Regions from separate parts of the Drosophila melanogaster genome. Here region 1 is linked to region 2. A link is a contact called in public Hi-C data. All regions are on one chromosome and are shown on one strand. Each heading gives the region's core, a stretch centred on a gene start, on an enhancer-like site or on the middle of the called end of the contact. The rest is flanking DNA. Distances are from core to core; before and after follow the strand shown. Region 1 holds the start of CG6791. Region 2 holds the start of Ipo9 (Importin 9).

Region 1 (4,376 bases), core at 712-3,211, 180 kb before region 2:
GTTAAATCTCAAAATCGTGTCAAACCAACCAACCAACCAACCGACCAATCCACGAACAATAACCAATTGTGTCTGTTGAATCGTATCGCGTCAGTCTTCCGCAATATGAGCAGTGAGTACTTGTAGTGTCCAGTGTCCTTTAAGGACTCATCCTCATCCCCGATTCGCCTGCCTCCCCGCTCCTTCTTCCAACAGCAAGACCAGACACCAAAGAAACATCCCCACGCGTATCCTTGTGTCCCCCAGAACCGGCTCGAACCGAAACGCCAATTCCACCGGCTGACGACGCCCTATCCATTGATAACTCGTGCCGAGATAGCGAAGTTGGAGACGTGCCGGCAGATAACAGCACAGTCACAAAGTCCGATCAGGTGAACGAGGGCTGTCAAACTCGGCGAGACTCTGGAAATAATCCCGAACAGCCATACTCGCTGAACAAGATGGCAGGCGTGAGCAATGTAAAGGAGCCCCTTGGGCTCTGTCCAAACGAGATTAAGGAGGAGCAGCAGGCGTGCTCCAAACTCGATTCACGCAATCCGATCACGGGCCTCGGCCTCAACGGAGATGGTGTTGGCGGCCTCAAGCCCAAGAAGCTAAAGATCCGAGGTGGGCGTTTGGTTCTGGTTGTCGCTTCCGTCTGAAATTCCATACTCCAAACTCCAAACGAACATAGCCAATCCCCAAGTACTTTTATTAGTTGCGCTTTAATTTCGGATTCTTAGAAACCAATTTGATTTTATACACCTAGTTTGCATTCTAAGTAGTCAAATTTTCTAATGATATTCCTTTGTTTTCACAGAGGGCAACCCCGTCACAGGCGAGGGCTACAAGGTCGTAGCCAACGAGTATTCCCAGCGCCAGGAGTCGTCCAATGGCGGCACTCCGGTGATCAACAAGAACCGCATTCCCCCAGGCGGCTACTCGTCGGGCCTGTGGTAATGACAGCCGGAATTGCTCAGATCCCAGCACAAGCAATTGAGGAGCCGATGGCGGGACGAGACACTATAAGAAAAAAAAAAAACCAACAAAACAAGCAAAAAAAATCATACTACCCATCTAATATACGCATAAAACCCTACACTCCCGTATCCAGGTCAGAAAATCGAAAGGCACGAAAGTAGGACATGATGGCCAACGAATAATTAAGCGAGAGAATAGCAATTGCTCAACGATCTGCAGATGCAATAGTACGATACGCTTCCCAGATGAGAATTAATCAACCAATTTTAGAAGGCGGCGTTGCACCCAAACCTATCACTACCAACACCACCACCACCCCATTGCAAATCTGTAATTTAAATTCCTTAGTTGGTGTAAATCCATGTAACGCGTGTAGCCCCACAAAACGACGCCCGATCGCCTGCCCTCTGCAACTGCAGATATATTATATATATGATATTCATCAACCCGGTGTGTGCTTACGTGTGAAGCAAGCGAGAAGCAAGGATGCGAGCGGTGGCGGCCTGTTGGAGTCCTTTGATCACACATGGATTTTATTTTAGTTGCTACTACACGCCACATATATTTATATTTATACCAACTGCATTCACACGAACACTCACGAAAACACATACATACATACATTATAAACATTGTATTACATTACATTAAATATGTAATTTAAACGGTACGACAGCACTTTCTAATGTGCACGTGCTAATTAAGTGTAAAAATACAAAATTCAAGCGCGAATATTTGTTCAATAAAAACCTTTCGTACATAACATGCCTTTTTGTCCTTATTTAGAAAAGTGGTCGGGCTGGACGGAAATTGTTTGGAGTTAATAACCTTTTGACCGAGGTCCTAAGCTGAAGTTAAAAACTAGTTTTCAAGAAACATTTAATTTTTCGCGCCCATAAGCTTAAATCGTCGATAAGCTATCGATTGACATGCTGTGGGTTATCGATGTTCACTTTCTTGGTCTGGCAACACCGTGCAACGCCGTTCCAGTTTATTTGCGGCCCGTAGCTCTGCGACGCCGCAAACAAAATGGCTCTGATTTTTGCAGACTACAATAAGTTTTAGTTTTGGCCATTTTTCCGCTGCCCCAGTGGGCTAAACGCAGATGCAAAAGGACCCAGTGAGGTGTGTGCTGCTGCACCGACTGTGAAGATGGAACCTGGTGTGCGCAACACCTCAGAAGAGCTCTACCAAGTGAAAAACCAGACAGCCGTCGTCGTTATTGCCAATTGTGGCATATAGGATACGAAAACTAGTTCTCACGCATACGCACTCACACATTGAAGAGCCACTGACGACGCGAGCTGTCGCAGAAAAGCCTCTTCCCAGCCAAAAGATGGAGGGCATGGATCTGTGGACGTCGATGTTCTCGTCCGACTTCGAGGAGGGTGAGGCGGAGAGCGGGGTGGCGGAACTGGAGGACAGCGAGCAGTACGGGAATGGCAATGATGACTTCCTAGGCGATACGGCGATCCTTGATTCAGGCGATGCCATCGATGACCTGCTGGATGCCGAAGAGGATGAGAGGGAGGAGGAGGATGATTACGAAAAGAACTCCAAGGAGCCAAAGCAACCAGATCCCGACGATGATGCGCTCTTTGATTTTAATATGGAACCTATTGTAGATATAGCGGAGCCACAGCGTCCATCGTTGGCTCCTGCTGGACCCATGAGCCAACAAGTGCGTCCGCCAATGCAGCGACACTCATTCCCGGGAGCTGGGGGTCGACCCAGATTGGGTTCCGGACTGTCTGTACGACCCACCACCTCGCAGATCAATGCAACGGACGAGAACGGAGTGCCAATTAACTATGAGTTGGGCGTAGTCTACATCTGCCCCGCCTGCGGTGGTGAATTCCGGCAACAGGACCACTGGAAGCGGCACATGAACCACATTCACAAATACAACACTCTACGTGGCTTGAACTTTACGCCGCTGGACAAGCTCTATCAGCGGTGCAGGGAGTGCAACAAGCGGATTGCCATGCACAGCCGGGAAAACCTGCTTAAGCATAAGTTCACGCACCTGCCCTTCAGGTGCACCAAGTGCTACATCTGCAAACGGGAGTACAAATACAGGTACGGTAATGAGTATCCTATTCAGCCCTTCCTTAATAGTAATGTCTTTTAAAGGCAAGATCTTATGGTTCATCTTCGCATGGTCCATTGCGATGAAGTCGTGGCCATGATGCGGGAGGGTTACAATGCGGCGGGGCGGAAGACACGGGTTCGAGAGTCTCGCACCGAGCAGCTGCTGCGGGAGAAGAGCTTCCGAGAGAATGATGACCTTGGGGAGGAATCTGATCGCATAGAGGTTCGGAATGAGCTGCTCGAACCGGATGCCGATGAGTCTGGCACCCAGGAGCAGACCGTGTCTGAAGAGGTTTCCAAGAAAAAGGCTGGTACTCGAGGAGCAGCCGAACTGTGCGAGGATTACATACACTACATGTGTCCAGACTGCGGCACCGACTGCGACACCCACGCCCAATGGAGCCAGCACATCGAGTTCGTCCACGACTACGTCAGCCGAAGGGGACTTAATTTCCGAAGCGTGGACATGCAAATGCAGTGCCTCGAGTGCAAAAAGGTGAGTTTCGATTTATAAACCAAACTTTGCTGAATCAATTATTTTTTATTATCTCAGATTGTGACTCCCAATACCATTAAATCACTTCGCGCCCACAAATTCAGCCATTTGTCGCAGCCTGAGTGGCTGCGCTGTAAACTCTGCTACAAGGGTTACACGGATCATCAGGAAATAATCAGACATCTGCTGCAGCAGCATCATATGGATACGCTTATGTCGGAGGACGCAGAGGAGGAGGATGGTGACGCTCCCTCGGCCATAGAGGATGAATGCGACGGGGACAATGGAAACGGCGAGGGAAATGGCGCCCCTTTGGACGAGGACTCGCCCTACTTTGAAGACGCACCCAGACGCGGCGGTCGCATCAGCAGCGACGACATTTTCGAGCCTCACATCGACTACCTCTGTCCGCAGTGCGGCAAAGAATTCATCGAGAAGAAGCACTGGCGCACCCACGTGGTCATGGCGCACAGCATGAACGATCTGAGCAAGCTTAATTTTGAGATGATAAACGAACGGCAGCTTAAGTGCACTGAGTGTGACAAGATCATAACCAATGCGTATGGAATCCAGAATGCCCAGCAACACAGGATCACGCATCTTCCATTCAAGGCCTACGCCAGGTGCCGCAAGTGCCACAAGTCCTACACGGACAGGAAGGGTCTCGTAAAGCATCTGGCCACCCATCATCGGGTTGGTTGGCCACGAAAGCTTTCGGGAGGATGCCCAGCTCCAATTCTCACACCCGCCAAGCAGCCACGCAAACAGATAGTGACGGTAGCCAATGAAACGTACGAGATAATCTATCTGGACGACGTGGATCAAGGCG
Region 2 (4,226 bases), core at 1,645-4,144:
CCCGTTGGGTCCGGGAACGGTGGACAGAAAGTTGAGTACGGCGTCCATTTGCGTGAGGAACAAATGGGCGAAGATCAACACAAGATTCATTATCACTTTTAGGCACTCGAGGTTCTGCATTTTGCTTATCACAGCCTTCAGCAGCATGTCCACATTCTGGCCGAGCATGCTTCCCATCTTGGTGATAATAGTGATAACAAGACGTCCAATTTGGCCCGCCGCAGTCATTTCGCTGTTCATCGGATTCAGAAGAACAGTGGCCACCACTTGCATGATGCAGTTGATGCCCTCGCCGTTCTTGTAGCTGCATATTTGTTCCGGGGAGACATTGATAAAGCTGCGCAGGCACTCGCCCCCAGCTACCATGACAGCATGGTCGTCCGTGTGTAGAACGCAGTTTATAATGGCGGGAAAAGCGGTCTCTAACAGGGAATTGTTCAGCGGCGGCTCCGTGTAGCGCACGATTGTGTTAAGGACGTCTAGGGCAATATCCTGCTTTTCCGTGGAAGCAGCTCCTGTCAGCCCCAGGATGCTAACAATCGTTGGAATAAACTTCTCCTGTAGCGGTCCCAGGCACTCCTTGCGCTGGCACAGAGCTTTGATGAGATCCTGGACTGTTTCAAGCACATACGGATCTTCAGTGTATTTCAGGAATACAGCGATGGCTAGCGGCGTAATCTTTGCCTGGCTAGCAAAGGCAAACTCAGCATCGAACTGAAGGTAAAGATATTTTCTTTAAATATGCAGACAATAAATGCCTTTCAATCACTTACTTTAACCATGAAAGTTAGGGCTTCCATTAGCAGTGCTAAGACTGCTGCCTTGGATCCCGGCACTAAAGCCATAATTCCGTCTAGGAAACCCGGCAGCTTTGAGACCAACAAAGTTCGCTTCTCTCCATCGATTGTTTCGTTCGCCTGCAGGAATCCATTCAGGGTGCGCACTGCGCTGATTCTAAGGATGTGTGACTTCTCCGGCGACAGGCTGCACAGCGTGACATCAAGAATCTCGGTCAACATCTGCGGATTGTATAGGTCCGACTTGGAGTAGATGCTCAACGTCCAAAGGGCACGACCAACAAGAGGTGGAGATTCTTGATGCACAAGCAAATTCCGAACTATGGTCAAGTAGTTGAGGAGGTCAAACGTAGAGTCGCCGGCGAGGATGACGTCGCGGAAAGCATGCACGGCATCCATGCAGGCCTCCTGGATCTTCCACCAGTTGGGATTGTTGGCCGCTTTTTCTGCATCAGCCACACTAAAGTGCCTGCCCAATGCCTCCTGCAATGGCTGAATTGCGTTGGCTCCGAATTCGTCGTTAATAGCCTACAAAAATATATTATGCCAGTGATGAAGCTCTTCAGAAAAGTCTTTTCTCGCTCACCAGGAGAACATCACGGCCGCACATGCGCACCGTGAGCTCCACACCGCCATCATCCTCATCATCCACGAACTTCTCCGGATCATCATGCCAGTCCTCCAACTGCTCCTCGCTCAGCTGAATGTAAACAATGGTTATGTATATGAGGTCGGCCAGCACATTTTTGATGCTGCCACGTAGTTTGTTGCATGTCAGTATGCAGTTGATGAACTCAAGGATCTGGATGATCAGTGATTGGAAATTGGTCTGCTCGTCATCCTCCTCGCTGTCGCCGCTGGCCAGCGGACTTGTCTCAGTCTGATTCACCGACACCTTCACGTAAGTCTCGGCTATTTGTGTGAGTAGCTGCCAGACAATGGGCAGAACACGGTCCATAAAGGGGTTGATGTACTTTGGCATCTCATTGACCAAATGGGTAAACACTAAAGTGAGATCAAGTTTAGTTTACTTTCCAGCAAAGACGAAATGAAACCCACCCTTGATAATTTCCGTGCGAAGCAGGAAACTGGAAACGGCGCCGCTATTCATGCTCAGGTAATGCATAAGCTTGTCCATAAAGTTTGTCAAAATGGAGCTCATCATGGTGCTCTGCTCTTCTTTGTTGGTGATCAGTGCAGCAATGGATGCAAAAAGTGGCTTCAAGATGCGAATGGCCGAAACTCTTGTTTTGATCGAGTAATTTTGCTCGGAGTCGAAGATGCGATAGACTTCGGGTATGACTACTGGACCCAGTTCCTTGATTTGCTCCACGTCGTAGCTGAAATCCTGCAGCACCTGCATGGCACCGTGTATGGAATCCTCATTGCCGCCCAGGCATTTGACAATGATGTCGAACAGCTCCGCCCAACAATGTGGGTAATCCGTGGCGGCTATGGTGGAGATGGTATGCGCGACTGAGGAGCGTATCTTTGAATTGGGATCATACAGTCCGTTTGGCAGAATGTTTCGTATGGTTCGCTTGGCCTGCTCGCTGGCCATACAACCGTTGGCTTTCCTTTTAACATCATCGTCATCCGTCCAGTGGTTCTCCACGTAACGAGTGAGCATCACGATCGCGATTTGACGGAGTGGCAGCTCGTGCGCCTGGTTCATAATGATCTCGGACAGGTAGACGCCATAGCCTGCAAATGAATGAGATGGTTAAAATAGGGCTACATGTGAACCGCGCCCAAGCCACGCCAATCCAGCTGCCCGCCAAATCACCTTCCGTGTACTCCAGCTGCTTGATCCTCTTTTCTGTCTGCTGCAGGACTCCTGTGTCCGAGCTAAGTAGGTTCTGCAGCTCCTCGATGATGGCTTGCTTAACGGAGTCCCCGCAGTCGTTTTGGAATTGCAGCGACATTCTTCGGCCGTGGTTCGAAATAAATTAATTCGTAATGCCCAAATTCGCACAAAAGAAGCCGGCGCGGCGCTATCACATGTAGTCAACGGGCGTTTTGCAAGACTGCTTCGTGCGAAACTAGTGATGACAAACTTACGATTGGATAGTAATCGATTTTTAAAAAGGATTCTTGACTACTATGTTAAGCCTGCTCAGTACAATTTTTACGTTTTTTTCTTTTCTGTTATTGTGTAATGGAATATACATTTTTTTTAAAACAACATTTTAATAATTTATTTTACAAGTAATTATGTGTTGGTATGTATTTAATTAACAATTCGGACAACAAAACATTATTTTCTAATCCTAAGTTTACCAATGGTTAATACAAGCTAGATTGGTACAGATTTATCACTCAAAGTATGGAATATTTTAATTACTTATGTAGTTCCTCGATTTTGGCGACCAGTTTTGCCTTCTTTGACGACTTGGGCATTGTAACATCGAAGTGATGCTGCAGAATAAAATGCAACTGGGCGGCCGTGCAACTCGTCAGAGCCTCATCCTTGTTCAGGCTCTTTACGAATTCGAATTCCTTGAGTTGATCATCATCGATCTTGGCCATTTTGGGACCGCTCGCTCCCGCTGTGGTGGACTTGGCTGCTCGCTTCTTATGGGGTTCTGCTTCCGGAGCGAACATTTCATAGTCCGGCAGCAGCTTTTCTATGCGCTTGTCCTGTTGCGAAGTGTCCAGCAGATTATCGAGTCCTTTAGTATCTGTCGAAAAGTCCAGGGAGAGGGCCAGAAGATTCGCCTGCAGGGCGTCCAGACTTGGATCGTTGATGAGATTCGGCTGATAGTCAACGCGCAGCTTCTTGATGATCTTTTGGAAAAACTCGACTTTCTGTTCGTCAGCAGTGTTTTCCGTATTGTTCCAGTCCTGCAAGTCTAGGTGGCGGATGTGCTTGGCCTCCGGCAAGTAGACAATCTTGAATCCGTCACCGCAGAGCAGAGAGCGATAGTTCTTATCTTCCCCATTATCTGGGGCCTCTACTGGCACAAGTGCCACATAGCGAGGTATCGACTTGCGCTTGCACATGAACAGGCAAATGGCAATCTTGTCGCGCACCAAGCATCGTTCCCACAATGCGCGGAACAAGCGCTTCGATCCGATGATGCTCTGATCATCGGGGTACATGAAATTCGCTGGCTTGATGTAGCTAACTTCGGGAAGAGAGGATCGATGCTTGAAGCCCAGCAGCATCATTTGCGGCTTGTGCAGATTGCGCACCCTGTTCAACTGATCCATGCTGATGCGCAGATCCCTTTCGCCCACGTTGCAAGTGTACCAACCGCCCGTCACCTTAATCTGATACTCGTGCTCGATATCCTGCGAGCCATCGTCCTTTTGTTTTTGCACCGTAATCACTCGCTTAGTACGCACCACACTGTTGTCCCTGCGCAGGATTTGCACTTTGCGCGGATAGGCGCGTCGCTGAAAGTAATTGTAGTACTGTACGGACAT

What was found. Hi-C and Micro-C count contacts between places; a contact is called where the count stands out from the background.
Region 1: a contact with region 2 is called in a Hi-C map of the Kc167 cell line, with 2.4 times the contacts expected there. The contact joins the promoter of CG6791 here to the promoter of Ipo9 in region 2. A contact is called at or near these places in 15 of 107 Hi-C or Micro-C datasets (the Clone 8 cell line, the D17-c3 cell line, the Kc167 cell line and 6 more) and 1 of 6 datasets of contacts at active chromatin or transcription factors (the Kc167 cell line).

Annotation. Positions count from the first base shown.
Region 1 is chr3R:11,587,731-11,592,106 of dm6, reverse strand. It overlaps CG6791, which reads left to right and starts at 1,961. Exons shown (of 4, transcript NM_169403.2): 1 at 1,961-3,039; 2 at 3,094-3,547; 3 at 3,605-4,376. The coding sequence starts at 2,297. Jupiter (jupiter,) reads left to right here. Exons shown (of 5, transcript NM_169406.4): 5 at 800-1,721. The coding sequence ends at 939.
Region 2 is chr3R:11,411,190-11,415,415 of dm6, reverse strand. It overlaps Ipo9 (Importin 9), which reads right to left and starts at 2,894. Exons shown (of 6, transcript NM_141811.2): 1 at 2,584-2,894; 2 at 1,857-2,501; 3 at 1,384-1,802; 4 at 774-1,325; 5 at 1-714. The coding sequence starts at 2,722. It overlaps Irbp (Inverted repeat-binding protein), which reads right to left. Exons shown (of 2, transcript NM_080512.5): 2 at 2,976-4,226. The coding sequence ends at 3,138.